2 separate regions of the Mus musculus genome follow, and region 2 is linked to region 1. The links are chromatin contacts, called in public HiChIP or PLAC-seq maps. All regions are on one chromosome and are shown on one strand. Each heading gives the region's core, a stretch centred on a gene start, on an enhancer-like site or on the middle of the called end of the contact. The rest is flanking DNA. Distances are from core to core; before and after follow the strand shown.

Region 1 (7,886 bases), core at 2,613-5,112:
CAAACAATCAACAGGGAGAAAACACAGCAAAGGCGTGCTAGGTAAGGTAGGATACACACTTGCCCCCCGAGTTTGGGAGCCCGCCTCTGCTACTATTAAATATGCTGTTAGATGTTGCTTAGCTCTTCTGGGCCCTGTTTCTACACTTGTAAAAGGTCACTACCTCATTGGATAATATGAAATTTAAACAGGATAGCATGGATTATAGAGAACCAAATAAAGTGCTCTGCACATAGATTAGTGTTTGGATGCACTTGTGCTGTAATTCTAATTTTTCAGGAAGGAAGGAAGGGTCACATATCTGAGTCTTTCCTTCACTACGGAGCAAGTTCTGAGGTATGGAAAAAGTATATGGAAGTTTTGTTTTAACTTCTTATGATTATATACAAGGGGAAACAAATGCACTAATGACCTAGATAAGCTAAAAAAAAAGTGTCAGATAAATCCTTTTTATTAATTTTTAACTGCTTATATAATCTCATAAAAAACACTAGCAAGGAGTGGGTAGAAGTTAATTTCAGAATAATTTCTAAAAGGAAAACAAATTGTTATTTTTTTTAAGCTGGTGTTTGGGTTTAGAAATCATTAGTAAAGCACACAGAGCCCTAAAATCTCTAGATAGATAGATAGATATTCTGACTAGAATTACAGTATACTTACTGACAGCAAAGGTCCAAGGGCTACCTAATTCCTGAATGTTTAGTTAATGTGTAACACAGAGATAACCACGGGGACATAAAATGGCTAAGTCAGAACTCAAAGCACTCCTAATGTATCTATTTCTTTGCTCTAATGCCCAAAGTTCTAGTAAAGACTATTCCTCTTATTAACCTATGCAGAACAAAGTTTCAGTGCAGCTGCATGGAAAGAAAACCCCGTTACAATGACGGCCTACACCTATGCAGTCAGCTATGAGTCAAATTAAACAAGAATAGCCTACTCCGTGTATTTACAAACTAAGCTTCGAATTTCACTGGATTTTCTGTTACAAATATTTAATTGCAGATGACTTTCTTAGAACATGGGGGACAGAATGAAGCCATCTGTGCTTCTCAATGACAATCTATCTTTATAGTTTTGTGTAGCTTTTCAATACTACGTGATTATATTCACATTGAGCATAATTCATTTAAAAGCATTTCATCCAGAACATAATCATAGTAGAAATAGGAAATGAGGACTTTGAGGACATTCGCTAGTTCGTCCCCACCATCTGCAAGTCAGTATTCCAGCGCAGTGATAGACTGAGGCTGGAACAGACACCCTTTGCTGAAACCTCAGCCTAAGTCTCAGCTCCAACCCTCACATCACTGCATCTTTGTGGTTCTGCTCCTCCCCCACAAAGCTATCCACATCATAGCTTGTGAGAATTAAATGTTTAGGACACTGTCTAGCTCATAGTAAATAAATACAATTAACTAACTATTCTGAAACCACAATTTAAAGGGATGGGAGAAAAGGCTTATCCATTAAGGATGCTTCTTGTTCTCAATTCACAATTTAAACCGTCTATCCCAACAAGTCTTCAAGAATACATCTACGTGCTAGGTGAGGTGGCACACAGAGGAGTGTAACCCTAGTGCTGGAGACTAGAGGTAGGAGAGCAGCAGTTTTGGGCCAGCCTGGGCTAAACAGATAAGGTCTAAAAAAACAAGCAAACAAACAAAGCAAGAGTTAGGGATGCAGCTCACAGTGCATACCTAGAATATCCAAGGTCCTGGGCCTTTCTCCCATCAATAAAAAACAAAACAAAACCACCCAAAACCTAACATCTGAGGAACATTATGTTCCAGACAAGAACTTCTATTTTTTAACTCACTTTCTCTCCATGATAATTACATTGAACTAAGTAGAAACTTTCTTCTTTCTAGTGACTTTTTTTTAGTATTTTTAAATCATATGCATATGTGTTTGTGTATATGTAGGTGACTTGTAGGTGACTGAGAGCCACCTGATGTTGGTGATCCCCAGGAAGAGCAGCGTGTGCTCCCGATGAGCCACCTCTGCGGTTCTAAACTCATTTTCACATTGCAAGTTTTATGTAGCAACATGAAAGCCAACAGTACTATTCTGTCAAAAACAGCAACCTTGCAAACAGCTGCCCCACACCTCAGAGGTGACAGACTCAGCACCTTTGATTCTTATACGGAGAGTGCAAACCCGAGCCTGGGACCATTTTTAGTAAAGGTCCACGTGGGCAGAATAACTCACAAAGGACAGGAATATTTGTTCTCCAAAAGCTCCTTAGCACTATCAGCTGTTCCAGGCTCACTTCACTCAACCAAACTTAAAAAAAAAAAAAAAAAAAAAAAAATCAACCGCGGTTGCAGAACTGCATGTTATCTTATAAATCTACAAGATAAAATGTTAGGAGAAGAAGTTAATCTACAATAAAAGAAAATACTTCCAGTGTGATGGTAGATGCCTGAAATCCCACAGCTCCGGAGGTTAGAGAAGGAGGGTCAGAATTCAAGGTCATCCTTAGCTAATCAATAAGTCTGAGACTACTCCGGGCCACAAGAGACCCTATCTCAAAGAATGAAGGAAACGGGGAAGAAGAGAGGGAGAAACAAAAAGAAATTAATTTTGCTGTATCACTTGACAAGTCTTTAATGCGGGATTTTTGAACCTCATGAAATTACACAGAAAATCCTACCCAGGTATGTGCATACAGTGTGCGCATGCTTTTCTAGGAAAAGCCCGATGCTTCCAAAGGGGGATGAAAATGCCAAAAGACTGATAGCCATTGCCTTTAACAGTTCACAAATATCTTTCTACTCTTACATGTTTCAGGGGGGGAAAAAAACCTGTTTACAAAATTTACCAGTGAAATCCAAATCTCATCGCAAATCTCACATTTCCAGACTCCACAATGTGTAACATTCACAATTAAGATAGAAATTATCCAAAAGTTCTTATTCCCTGCAAACCTTTCTTGGTTTGCTGTAACGAAGAGAAACAAGGACAGAATTACTTAAAAGGGCAGTACATTTTATCCAACTCCTGAATAATCAGGATATAGAGGATACGGTCACATGAGCGAGCTTCTAATTTTATTTATACATATAAATATATATATATATATAAGAGTTACAATTGTAGACAAAGAGCCAAGTTTCAACTTTGTATAGTTTAACAATTTGGAGGAACTATCAAAAAAACTCTTGCAACTTCCAGGAAGACCTGCAGAATTAGTTCTACGAGCTCACAGAAAAAGTTTACATGCCCACAAGTCCAGGCAGTTATTTTACAACTGCCTCACAATGTAATTTAATACAACAGCAGCAAAATCATATGCTTTTGAAGCACCGGCTGTGATTAGCGACTGCTGTCGCTAAATAATACAGTCCTAGTTAAACGACAGTAGCCTTCCTTTCAAATCTATGGTCCTTTAAATCTGGCAACAGTTCAAACACAACTTAACACAAAAATCTCAACCTAGGTGAAGTCAAAGAAATCATCCCGAGGTCTGTTTCCCTTCCATGCCCTTGGGGATCGCACCACTTTGTGCACAGGGACTGAAAGGTTAACCTCAAACTCACTCCCGAGCAGGGCAGCCTGGAAACGTCGGCAGAGGATGACCGGCACGATCACCCGCCTGCTGCGACTCCAGGCGTTGTCCCGGCGGGGCCGAAACGAGACGGGGGCGCGCCGTCAGCGGAGAACGGGCCTCGGGCCTCGGCAGCGGACACCGAACCTGGCGAGGGGCAGGAAACAAACGGCGGACACACCTGGCGGACCTCAGCGACCTGTCCTGCGTTAGCCGGCGAGCGTCGGCCTCTCCCCGGATCCGCCGCCGCCGCCCCTCCTCCGCGGCCCAGGGCCACCTCCACGCTCCGCTCCAACGTGGCAGCCGCAGCCCCGCCTGCGGGCCGGCACTTCCGGGTGCGGCAACTCGCCACGCCCACCCGGCCAGCCGGCACTTCCGGGAGCAGCGGCTCGCTCCTCCCACCCCGCGGGACAGCACTTCCGGGAGCAGCCACTCCGGTAGGCTAGTCTGGCCGGAGGTAAGGATTCAGCCGCGCGGCGTGAGGAGGCGCCTAAACTTCAGGATGCATCCGCTTGGCGGTAGATCAAGGGGAAGTCGAGCTGGGCGTCTCCGTCGGGGAAGGAGAGCGGTGACCGCGAGGACGCCACGTAGCACTCCTGTGAGGCGTCAGCAGCTGCTGGCGACAATACCCACACTAGACAAGGCGGGCGAAAACTGGCTGCAAGGACCGGTTCAGTTTGTGACTCGGCTAAGTTAATTATTGGTTTTGCGTCTTCCCTTTGAGAACTTACGTGATTTTGTCGCACACACCCAAAGGCTTATACTCTATAGAGGCTTAGCTGCGTGAGTGAGGTATATCGAATTAAGTTCATATTCTTAATATTTCAGTAGCTATCCATGGTATTCAAACCTATTAGCACTCGCCCTGGGCTACCGGAACAAAATAAGCGTGTGTGTGTGTGTTGCTCTCAGATTGGAGCATTGAGATTTTCGTTTAGGGATATAGATAGATAGATAGGTAGGTAGGTAGGTAGGTAGGTAGGTAGGTAGGTAGGTAGGTAGATAGATAGATAGATAGATAGATAGATAGATAGATAGAGATAAAGATATAAACCAGTAACTGGAAATGTAGAAGCTGGTCTGTAGAGCAAAAGAATGAAATGGGTGCTGAATTGGGCCCATGCATATGATGCCACCACACTCAAGAAGTAGAGGCAGAAAGATCAGGAGTTCGAGGCTAGTCTAAATCCAGGTCACCTTAGGCTGCAAGAGAGCCTTTCTTGAAAAGCAAAAGAAAATACACCACCACCAAAGGCTGGAGAGACGGCTTAACAGTTGAGAGCACTTGCTGCTCTTACAGAGGGCTTGGGTTTATTTCACAGAACCCATACGGCAGTGCACAAGTATTTGTGACTCCAGTTTTAAAGGACCCTACACCATCTTCTGACCTCCAGCAATATCTGCATGCAATAAAGCACATACATAAATACAGGCACTCAACACATAAAAAGTGAATAAACCATAAACAACAAAAGAAATTAGGTGCTGAAATTCTCTATCCCAACTTAAGCTAGGTCTAGTACATTTCTGTACATTTTAACAAGATGGGGTTGGTTTGGGACCCTTTGGTCCCAGACACTTAAACTATCTCCCTTAGAGCTCCCAACCTTAACGTATGTGCTGCCTGGTTGTACTTTTAATTTAAGGTGGGATTATTTCATCAGTGAACTCAAGCCAGATGAAAATCACTTGTCATAAACTATTAGCACCTGGACTGAACTGAGATCTCCTAACTTATTACCCTTGTTGACCACACCCAAGTCTCCTGTAACACCTTGCTTATAGACTCCTTACATGAATGTAATTTTTGTTTGTTTGTTTGTTTTTGGTTTTCGAGACAAGGTTTCTCTGTGTAGCCCTGGCTGTCCTGGAACTCACTCTGTAGACCAGGCTGGCCTCGAACTCAGAAATCCGCCTGCCTCTGCCTCCCAAGTGCTGGGATTAAAGGCGTGCGCCACCACGCCCGGCTGAAAGTAATGCTAGTGATGCTTCTTTATTGAACACAAGGTATCAGCAAGCTGGACTTTGAGGCAGAAGCAGGAAGATTGTGAGGCCAGCCTGAACTGCATGGTGACTCCTTGTCTTTCCATGCTGAGGGTATACTTTATAGTGGGAGTTTTTGCATAGCATACACAAAGCTGTTTGATCCCTAGCAACAAGCTGGTAGTCAGAAGTACTGGAAAGTGGACATGTCTTTTATTCACCCCCTCTGTGTTCTACATATGTATTTCACTTTAAAAAGCAAGTTTACAGAGTTGAGAAAATGGTGGCCCGGCCCACCCCACCCCAGCATGAGGATAGGACCTATGTATCAGCTTAGGGCAGCAGCCACCATCTGTCACTCCAGCAGTAGAGGGACGGAGACAGGCAGTGATCCCTGGTATAACCAACAGCTGTCCATGAACTTGCTAACCTGTCTAAGTGGCTGGGATTCAGTCCTGTACCACCAGGTTGACTGTGGGGGACTGGTGGTAAAGTGATAGTTGTACAATATCAGAGTTTGCAAAGGACCACCTGCCCCTATCAAGGAAAACCTAGTACCATTCACAAGTCTTTTAGCTCATCTCAGTCAATTTATTAATCAAGCCTTGTTCCATGAGAATGAAACTTTCAGAAAGAAAGTTCATTTCCAGACTCTACTCATTGAAGCCAGAATGGAGGTAACTAAACACCTATGTGGTGGATAGAGTCAGTAAAATTCACCATTCAGATAGAAGACTGCAGGGAGAGGTGGCAGCGCTCGCTGCCTGTCACACAGCTCTTGATTCCTGCGATGCAAAGAACAAGTCTGACTGGTTAGTGTTCTCTGTGGCATTGCTGTCACACATCCTGCAGCGCCTCAGAAAGGCCTGGTTGTGGCTGTTTAGGTCTCTTCTGGAGCTTCAGGCAGCATGAAATCTTTTTACTCTTAACTATGTGTCTATGGAAAGGTCGGGTGGACGTTGATCCAGGCGTCAGTTCATCCTTGGTTCCTCTGAAAAGAACATTAGCTCTTAACCTTAGGCTATGTCTCCAGCCCTTACATGAAATCTTGAAGCTGTCCTTACAGGAGCACCAGTCATGACTAGCTTTTATCCAACTGCCAAGACGGGCATTGGGCTCCAATTATGTAAGCTAGTTGCACTTTGACTTTAGGGGGTAAATGTGACCAGAAAGGAGATGACAACCTTAGGAGCCTCCTGCGTTGTGTCAGCAACTGGTTATTTTGTTTCACTGGGTTTTAGAAGATGGGTACAACAGAGGAAGAGGGAAAGAGCAAGGCATGGTGGCACATGCCTATAATGCCAGTGTGTGGGAGAGAGGCACAAAGACAAGTTGGAGGTAATGCTCAGCCTGTGCTAGCATTCTCTTGAGAAGACATAGCAGCCTACAGTGAGCTGAGGAACACAAGTAGCCCATGACTGTTAAGTCAGCCCTAGAACTGGAATTTGTATTGTGAAGAAATGATTGCACTTAAGGAAGTTCCAGAAACTTACCTCCCAATGCCGAGGCTACAGCAATAGAAGAGGCCTGACCCCTGGGGAGGAAGGGGATCAATCAGTGACCCCAACTAACAGGGCATCCCCAAGAGATCAAGGGCCCAATCGATATCCAAGGGACAACCCTCTTAAAGGGGTGTTTTACCTTATGGAAGACTCCTGACAAGGTCATGAACCCTGGGTTCCAGTTACTGGATGAGATGTCATAAAGTCCTCAGATGGATTCGGTCCCAGTGATGCAGGCCAGAAGGGAAAGACAGTGCAGCAAAAAAGAAGTGATGGAGGTTTGGATGAGGTACAGCCTGTTGGGTACGCAGATTCTACCCCTCAGTGGCTGCCAACCCGAGGAGCCTAGGAAAGTGACAAGCTGCCTGACAAAGGGGACAGCAGGTCCCTACCAGACAAAGCAAGGCAGTGTGACATACTACAGACACAACTAACAGGCAGGAATGATAAACTCTCCTACAAAGACCAGGAACACTGGTCCCCGACACCCCTGCTGGGGACCTTTGGGTGTCACCAGAAAGTTGCCCTGACCACTTGATTGAAGGAGAGCCCTAACTCAGAGGAAAAGAGGAGTTTCAGCTTTCCCCACACCCTTATATGGGCAACAAATGCTGTGGTTTGGAGCAGCAAGCAATAAAGAGCTCACCAAGTCAGAGCAGGAGAAAACGCTGTTCTTACTATACTACAGATGACCAGCAGCTAAGACTGATGGAGTTGATTTGTCAGAGGACAAACTGGCCGTTTTTATTAGGCAGCTATGCCATGTACTGTGCCCCTGCAATGTAAATGAGGCTACTTCTGTTTGCCTGAGCTAGTCCTCCACAGAAAGCAACTTGAACAGGAAGTTACAG
Region 2 (7,886 bases), core at 3,199-5,698, 200 kb after region 1:
TTGACTCTGCCTAGCCCACCCACCTCCTGAAACTGTGTGCAAAAGGTCTTGTGGTGTAGGATGCACACGGTTATGACAGAGAGATTCCTGGATCCCAAAGAGGTATGTATGGAAGAGCAGTGATCGTCTTGGTTCTGCAGATGAAATTTGGGGAAACAATGCAGGAACTCACTCGTTTTGTAACACTCTGAGAACTAGTTTGACATTTAGAGTTCTCACATTTCCCATGAGGAAGTCAGGCCAATGACTTTGACAGTCACTCCTTTCCTTTCTAATTTTGAGACAGAGGTTTGTTTTGTAGCCTAAGCCCACCTTGAACTTACAGTCTTCCTACTTCAACCTCTTTAATTCTATAATCTACGACTATTTGCCACCATTCTTGGCCCTAAGGTCACTCTAGGTCTGGTATTCCACAACGTAGTAATTGTCCTTGGGATATATTAAATATGCTTATCGATGAGCAATGCATCTCTCTTGTTCCTCCAGAGCAAAGCCACGTTCTGGGACCGGTTTGTATCATGTGGGCTCTCTGTTTTGTTTGCCTTTTATGTTTCCCACACAAAGTTTTACATAGGGGGATTCTATTATGCAATGCCACTCCTGTCATGGGCATAGCCCAGAAAACCCAGACACTGCTGGGGAAAAGGAGAAAGAAAAGAAACAGCTTCGGCGAGCATGGCTTCTGTGCACTGGGGTGCTGCTTTGATGTGCACTTTCTACTCATGAGCTCTTTGCAGTACAGGGATTAGCATGGAGATTATTGTATCCATTTTGCAGGTATGGATCAAGATTCAGAAGGACTTACAATCACAGAACATGTAAATTGTAGAACTGGGGCTCAGATTTTGGCTAACTCCAAAGGCCTGAGTTTCCCTAGTGTCTTAGTCAGGGTTTCTATTCCTGCACAAACATCATGACCAAGAAGCAAGTTGGGGAGGAAAGGGTTTATTCAGCGTACATTTCCACATTGCTGTTCATCACTAAAGGAAGTCGGGACTGGAACTCAAGCAGGTCAGGAAGCAGGGGCTGATGCAGAGGCCATGGAGGGATGTTCTTTACTGGCTTGCTTCCTCTGGCTTGCTCAGCCTGCTCTCTTATAGAACCAAGACTACCAGCCCAGAGATGGTTCCATCCACAAGGGGCCTTTCTCCCTTGATCACTAATTGAGAAAATGCCTTACAGCTGGATCTCGTGGAGGCATTTCCTCAACTGAAGCTCCTTTCTCCGTGATAACTCCAGCTGTGTCAGTTGACACAAAACTAGCCAGTACACCCGGTCACTGAGGGCCTTCCTGTGTATGTGTATACTTATTCAAGAACCACAATTCACCCATTTTCCCACTGGATCCATGACCTAGGAACACTCTTCTAAGGAGACTTCTTTACAAACATGTGGCAAACACTGGAGACACCAACTTCTTTTAACCAAACAGAAGGATGATGGTAGCTTCTTCATTTCTTGCACGTACTTCCTGTAAAGCTCCTGTAGTCAAGGCTGATAAATCCCTTACTAAGCTCCTAGACTAACGGCTCTCAACTTCTATCTCCAAAATTATTTACATTGTGATTCACAACAGTAGAAAAATCACAGATATGAAGCAGCAACAAACTATGGTTGGGGGTCACCACAACATGAGAAACTCTTAAAGGGTTGCAGCATTGGGAAGGCTGAGAACCACTGCTCTAAAGATTTAGTTTACAAACTTGGACTCAGGGTGCTTCGGAAGGAACTGAGGGGTATGCATGCTTAGTGAGTGCCTAGAACACTCCTTAATGGTTGCTTGCAAAGGTGAGATGTCAAAGGCCCCCTACGTGATGGCTTTTAAATCTAAATCTAAATAAATCCTCTTTCCAACGAGACCTCTGCAAACCAAATGGAGAAGGGACAAGAAGAGTAGAGTTCACTCAGGATCCTTCACCCAGAAGCTCAGCTTCACCCGGGTGCTGCACACAGTCAGGAAACACCGGTGAGCCGACCAGGACTGTGTGTAAGAAGGAAAAAAAAAACCCATTAAAGGAAAAAGAGGATGAGGAAAAGAAGGAAGAGGAAGAGGAGGTGGAGACCAGAGTCTGGTTTGCTGGAAATCTGCCATGGTGAAACTGAAGATCTGAAAACCAGAAAGATCTACACAAGACAAACACATCTGCCAAGATGTGATGATGGTTTTTAACTTCCATCAAGACAAATCCAGAATGGAATAGTGTTGGCTTGGTTGCAAATAGATGATAAGTATCAGATTTAGGGCTCTGAGCAAAAGAAGTCCAAACTTATAATCTGGGTGCAATGTTTTTAATTAATTAATTAATTAATTAAACCAGCAGAGACAGCCTCACCACTGTATTCTGGAGCAGATTGGAGGGCGCTGCCCTGAGTGTGGGGAATAGAGCAGTCTAGGCAGTCCAACATACTTGGAGAGATTGCCAAGGTCACACTTTACAGAAGCCATGAGGAGCAAGAAAGATGTCAGCTTCTTGATGAACTTGGTAGCTCAAGCCTGTGACCTGAACACAAGAGATACAGAGGTGGGGAATTGCTGTGAATTTAAGGCCAACTGGGGTTACATCGCTAGTTCCAGATTAGCCTGTACTACGTAGTAAGGCCCTGTCTTAAAATAAACAAGATTGCAGGAGTTGGAAGCAGCGTCAGATGCAGGGTGGCAATGTATGATCTTCATACTGTCCCACATGTAGCAAGCATTGATAATTGATTCCAGAATGTGCCTGTTGCATACATCTCAGAATCCTTCACGGGACCGGGTGTGCCGTAGTGTTACCATTTGATCACAGTCAGCACGTGATATGAGCGTAGTAGACTAAATGTGAAACGCTTAAGAGCAAGACTAAACTTTCCAGGCAGTGCGCTCTTCAGCTCTGGGCAGCACCACGTGAGAGCTCTCCAGTTCCCTGTCACATATCTGAGGAAAACGGCTTAAGGCGGGAAGGGTTCGTTCCAGCCCTGAGTTTCAGAAGTTTCAGTCCACTGTGGTGGGAAGTGTCTGGTGGAGTAAATCAGTTTACCTCACGGTGGGGATGAGGCTGTGAGTGAGAGCAACGGCTGCATCGTGCGCCTTCTCATCTCTCTCCTTCATTCACTCCATCTGGACTGTGAGCTGGTGCCTACCACATCCAGGGTGGCTCTTTGCCCTGTGCTGGTTTGAATGAGACCGGTCTCTGTAGGTTCATATAGTTCAATGTTTGGTTCCTGGCTGGTAGCCTGATTAGGGAGGATTTAGGAGGTGTGTTAGCCTGGTTGGAGGTGTGTCACTAGGGGTAAAACCTTCAAAAGCCAACACCAGGCCCAGCCATCCCCTTCTTTGACCCCCCACTTTTGCTTGTGGATCAGATATGAGCATTTAGCTACTGCCTCAGCACCATGCCTGCCTGTCCGCGCCACGCTCCCCATGGGGATGGTCGTGGACTCTCCCTCTGAATTGCAAGCAAACATCCAATTAAATGCTTCCTTCTATGAGTTGCTTTGGTCCCCGCTGTCTCCTCCCAGCAATGGAACAGTCACTAGGACGTTTCCTTAGTTGATCCTCTCTGAAAACACCCTTACAAACATGTTCCCAGGTATGCTTTATTAATCTTCAAGGTGTCTCTCAATCCAGGCAAGCTATCAACCAAGGTTAACCATTATATGGTAAGTTGAAGACATCACCTCTTAAACACATACCAGGGGTACTCAGAGGGTAAGAGCATTTGATGCTCTTGTAGAGGATACAGGCTCAGTTCCCAGAACCTTGATCCCTGGAACTGGAATTACTGAATACTGTGATCCATTGTGTGGGTGCTGGGAATAGAACCTCGGTCCTCTGTAAGATCAGTGAATACTATAACCACTGATCCATCTCACAAGGACCCTAGACTGTGTCTTAAATAGTCTACATCTAATATCTAGTCCTTCTATGGAAATATTTACATAGCAGCAGACATATTTGCTTGTTGTATTGACTAGTTTAGAATAGGAATAACTGTGTTTGGCATGGAAAGGAAGTGCCAGTAAGTAAGTTTTTAAAGTGCTTTTTACTATTGCATTTATTTATTTATTTATTTATTTATTTACTTGTTTATATCTTTTTTGTTTACTTGTGCATGTTGTGGGTGGGGATATCTGTGAACGTAAGAGAGGACAACTCTCTACGATGAGGAGTTCCCCTCCCCCTCCCCCGTCTCCCCCTCCCCCCATTGTAGTCCTAGAGCCATCAGGCTTGGCAGGAAGTACTCTCCCCTGACCATTTCGTCCACTGTCGCCCACATGAGTAATTTCTGAGACTAGGACACTCTGGTATCATTCCTGGATTGAGCATACATTGCTGGACGAGAAGGCCCGGGTAAGCCTCTGGCTTCACTGCTCCACGTTTTGCCTTGAGCAGGAGTCTCAGGGGTCACACAGCTAAGCAGCTTATCCCGTCAGCTTTGTCACCACAGCCCTTTGCACATACACGTCACCATGAGAACCTGGAGACCAACACGCAAACCACGGAACTCAGGTCTGCTTAGATGATCCTGACCTCCCTGTAGATTTGTTCATATCCTGTGTCTGGAGTTTTTACAGCACTCACCACCCCACCCTGCCTGCTGCCTCTGGGCATCCTGTCTCGAGTTCTCACAGCACCCTGCCTGCTTTCTCTCTTCTCTTTGCTCATTCTTTATTCCACTGAGACTTCAGCGCTTCGATGCCACTATCTTTCTTGAACTGCAGCACAATGTACAAACATGTGGGTATGATGGCGGGATTTTTACCAAAGTCACTCCTCGTAGAGGTGACTGGATGCAGGAACTGAGGTTTTGCCGGCCACCCACAAGCTCCCCCAACTCACAGTCTCTCCTTATCCTCATGGTCTGCCATAGCTGGAGAGCGGTGGTGGAAGAGAAGCGATATCACATCTAGTGAGGACAGAACAGGGGTGCCCCGAACAGTCAGCTCACAATGCACAGGGCAGCCCCGCACGCTCAGTTCCCAGCAAGGATGTATTTGCCCATGGTGTCGAGGCTGAGAAACTCTGATGTATGCCTTGACTTAGGGTCACTGTTGCTGTGAAGAAACAAACCCAGACTCAGGCGTTGCCCATATTCTCTTGCTTTCCGTGGAGCTACTTGTCCCCTGCAGGAGCTCAGCAGATGCAGTGACAGAGTAGAGGAGGGCCCCATCTTGCATTTGCAGAGCATGGGGCAGACCAGCTGTGCTCTCATCAAGGCTGCCGGTGTGTGTGTGGGGGGGGGGGGCGGGGGGAGCGGGTTCTTTACCAGTCTCAGATTTACTGATGGGGCTACAGGGACTGGAAGATCTGTGGAATGTGGCCCTACCCACTGAAGCTGGTGAGAACCTCATGTCTGAACTGAAATGGCATGTCTGTCAGGCCCTGAGGGCTAGAAGTCATTCATTTGCCAGTGGTGTCAGAAAACAGTTTGTCCATTTTGTTATGAAGCATCCAAAGAGATTTGGTCTGGGGATTTTTTTTTTTTTTTTTTTTGGCTTTTTGCTTTTTGCCCTTTTCAGTGAACAGTCAGACAACTTTGTTAGACAACTAACAGACTATTAAGGCGATTATTTGGTTGTGGGAGAGGGAAGAGTTTCCTTCAAAATGCTAGTGGTAAGGAATGTGAAGGGGGATTTCCCACTTTGGCGATTCTGATCTCTGTGACTTGCTTCCGGAAACAAAGAGGCCTTCCAACCCCTTTGCTTCAAGAAGGTCAAGACGCTAATGACATCGTGAGTAGCAGCTGGTGAAACCCAAAGCCAGGTTGTGGGTTTTGTGTTCTTGGCTAATGAGTGTAGACAAGAGGAGCTATGGAAAGATTGGGGTTCACCAAGAACACAGTCAGTGGTAATTGTTTCGTCACTTTGGACTGGTCCTCAAGGTAAGACTGACATCAGAGGGCCACTATCCTGAGTCCCTGAACAGGTATGGAAGGTAGGAGGACTAATTAAACAGAAAATCATCGCAGGTGAAATGGGCAGTTAGGGCAAGAGGAGACGTGACTCATCTGATGAGTCACGAGCTAGGCACACAGACACAGTATTCTGTACATAACCATGATTATTCTGGGATCTCTGACGAAAATCTGTTAGTTTAGTACAGGTCAATGCCTTTCAACCCTTTAGCAATGGCTCTAGTAAGTCATGTATTATTTTATTATATTCAAATATAAAATGTGGATGAGTCACGCCATAAAACATCTTTGTTATGTTCTCCCTGGCCAGAATGAACTAGAGAGATATGTTCCCGGACATGACGCATACATGGGAAGGGTCGCTTGGTGCTTGCTTGTTCCAGAGAGGAATTTGCCTCTGGATGTGGTCACCATCTACACGTACCACTGAGTAGAGGACTTCGAGTCAGCATGTGATTCCTGGTGTGGGCTGTCAGCTCTATGGGATTTAGGACCACCTAGGAGATACAGCAGCGCTGAGAGTGCCTGAGGACATTTTCAGAGAACACTGACTGAAAGGACCTAGTATGCGTGCGAGCACCACCATTGCACACACACAATGGGTTCTGGGGCTGAATCAAAAGGAGAGAAAGGAAAACTCCAGCTGAGAACCAGCACCCCCCTCTCTGCTCCTTTTTGTTTGTTTGTTTGTTTGTTTTTGTTTTGTTTTGTTTTGTTTTTTTCTGAGACAAGGTTTCTCTGTGTTGCTCTGGCTGTCCTGGAACTCACTCTGTAGACCAGGCTGAACTCGAACTCAGAAATCAGCCTGCCTCTGCCTCTGCCTCTGCCTCCCAAGTGCTGGGATTAAAGGCGTGCGCCACCACCGCCTGGCTCCCCTCTCTGCTCCTTATCGATCATTCTTCTTGTTTTTTTATTGAGACGAGGGCCCACTATGAAGTCCTGGCTGTCCTGGAACTCATTATGTAGACCCGGCCGGCCTTGAACTCAGAGGTCTGCCTGATGCTGTCTCTCCAGAATGCTGGGGTCAAATGTGTGCACCTCAACCTTCCTGCCACACCCCTGAAATGGCCTTGGTTGGGTATTTTGTCAGAATGAATGGAAAATAAGTGACACAGAGCATAATGTTACCCGATTTCAGTGCAGAAATAATAATCAATTTATATCTGGGCTGTTAAATTGAAAAGGTGGGTGACTCACCTCTGTACTGGGAACCTGGGAGGCGAGGCAAAGCACACACCTTGTTTGGAAACACCATTAGAATATTAAAGTAAAAGGTCAGTATATTGTGGCTCCCCTGAATTCTCTGAGCCATTCTAGTAAACCAGTGGGACTCAAGGAAGGGGCCTTGGGAGTTCCAAATTTATAAAGAACTGGTTAGATGCACAGACCAAACTTGTGCTTCCAACTAACTCAGGACGTTAGCACCAGCGGAGTACCAAATCCGTACCTGTGGCATCGGATATTACCTCTGGTTCAGTGGTGTCAGAATCAGCCTGGATTATCCGACTGGTGATGGCTGCAAACACTGACTGACTGCTTGGTGTGGGGGAGGAGCCTCCTGCATCTGGTACACATGCACTGTGTTAATGAATGGACTATTGATGAGACAGAATAGGGAAAAGACCGCTTACCCCCGTGTCCTTTCACTGCCCATGTGCCTCACCGTTCGTAACCAGGGAGAGTAAAATTTGAACTCAGGCCTGTGTGACACAGAAGCCTGTGCTGAGGCTTTGCCATCAGTTACGAAGATGGCGGCGACCTCAGCTCTCTGGCCTGAGGAGTAATGCAAAAGAGAACATGGATGCTTTGGAGCTGGGTGGCCAGGTCATATTTTCTTTGCAAGTCAGACTCAGCTTTGAGGCTGGGGATAGGTAGATGAAGCAGCTGATGACTGGTTGCCTGAGAAAGATTACTGAGTCCTGCGTGTGTGAGCCCAGGCACTGACTAGAGTGCTCTGGGGGGTGGGGTGGGGGGGTGGGGGGGTCAGCGCCA

Evidence for each region. HiChIP or PLAC-seq counts read pairs in DNA pulled down with a chosen protein or histone mark.
Region 2: a FOXA1 HiChIP or PLAC-seq map of pancreatic cancer cells shows a contact between it and region 1. The contact joins the enhancer-like site here to the promoter of Sec31a in region 1. A contact is called at or near these places in 1 of 39 promoter capture datasets (the HPC-7 cell line), 1 of 484 Hi-C or Micro-C datasets (CD8 T cells), 2 of 115 datasets of contacts at active chromatin or transcription factors (effector CD8 T cells and pancreatic cancer cells) and 1 of 9 other capture datasets (liver).

What each region holds. Positions count from the first base shown.
Region 1 is chr5:100,412,372-100,420,257 of GRCm38.p6, forward strand. Sec31a (Sec31 homolog A (S. cerevisiae)) reads right to left here and starts at 3,863. Exons shown (of 28, transcript NM_026969.1): 1 at 3,732-3,863.
Region 2 is chr5:100,616,708-100,624,593 of GRCm38.p6, forward strand. No RefSeq gene overlaps it. Among named protein-coding and RNA genes, the nearest start is that of Plac8, 48 kb to the left of the region's middle. Within about 2 kb of position 4,449, at least 97 of the 459 cell types and tissues checked have an H3K27ac peak or open chromatin away from gene starts, as enhancers often do. A contact at or near this core is called in CD8 T cells, the HPC-7 cell line, effector CD8 T cells and 1 more, where this site is marked.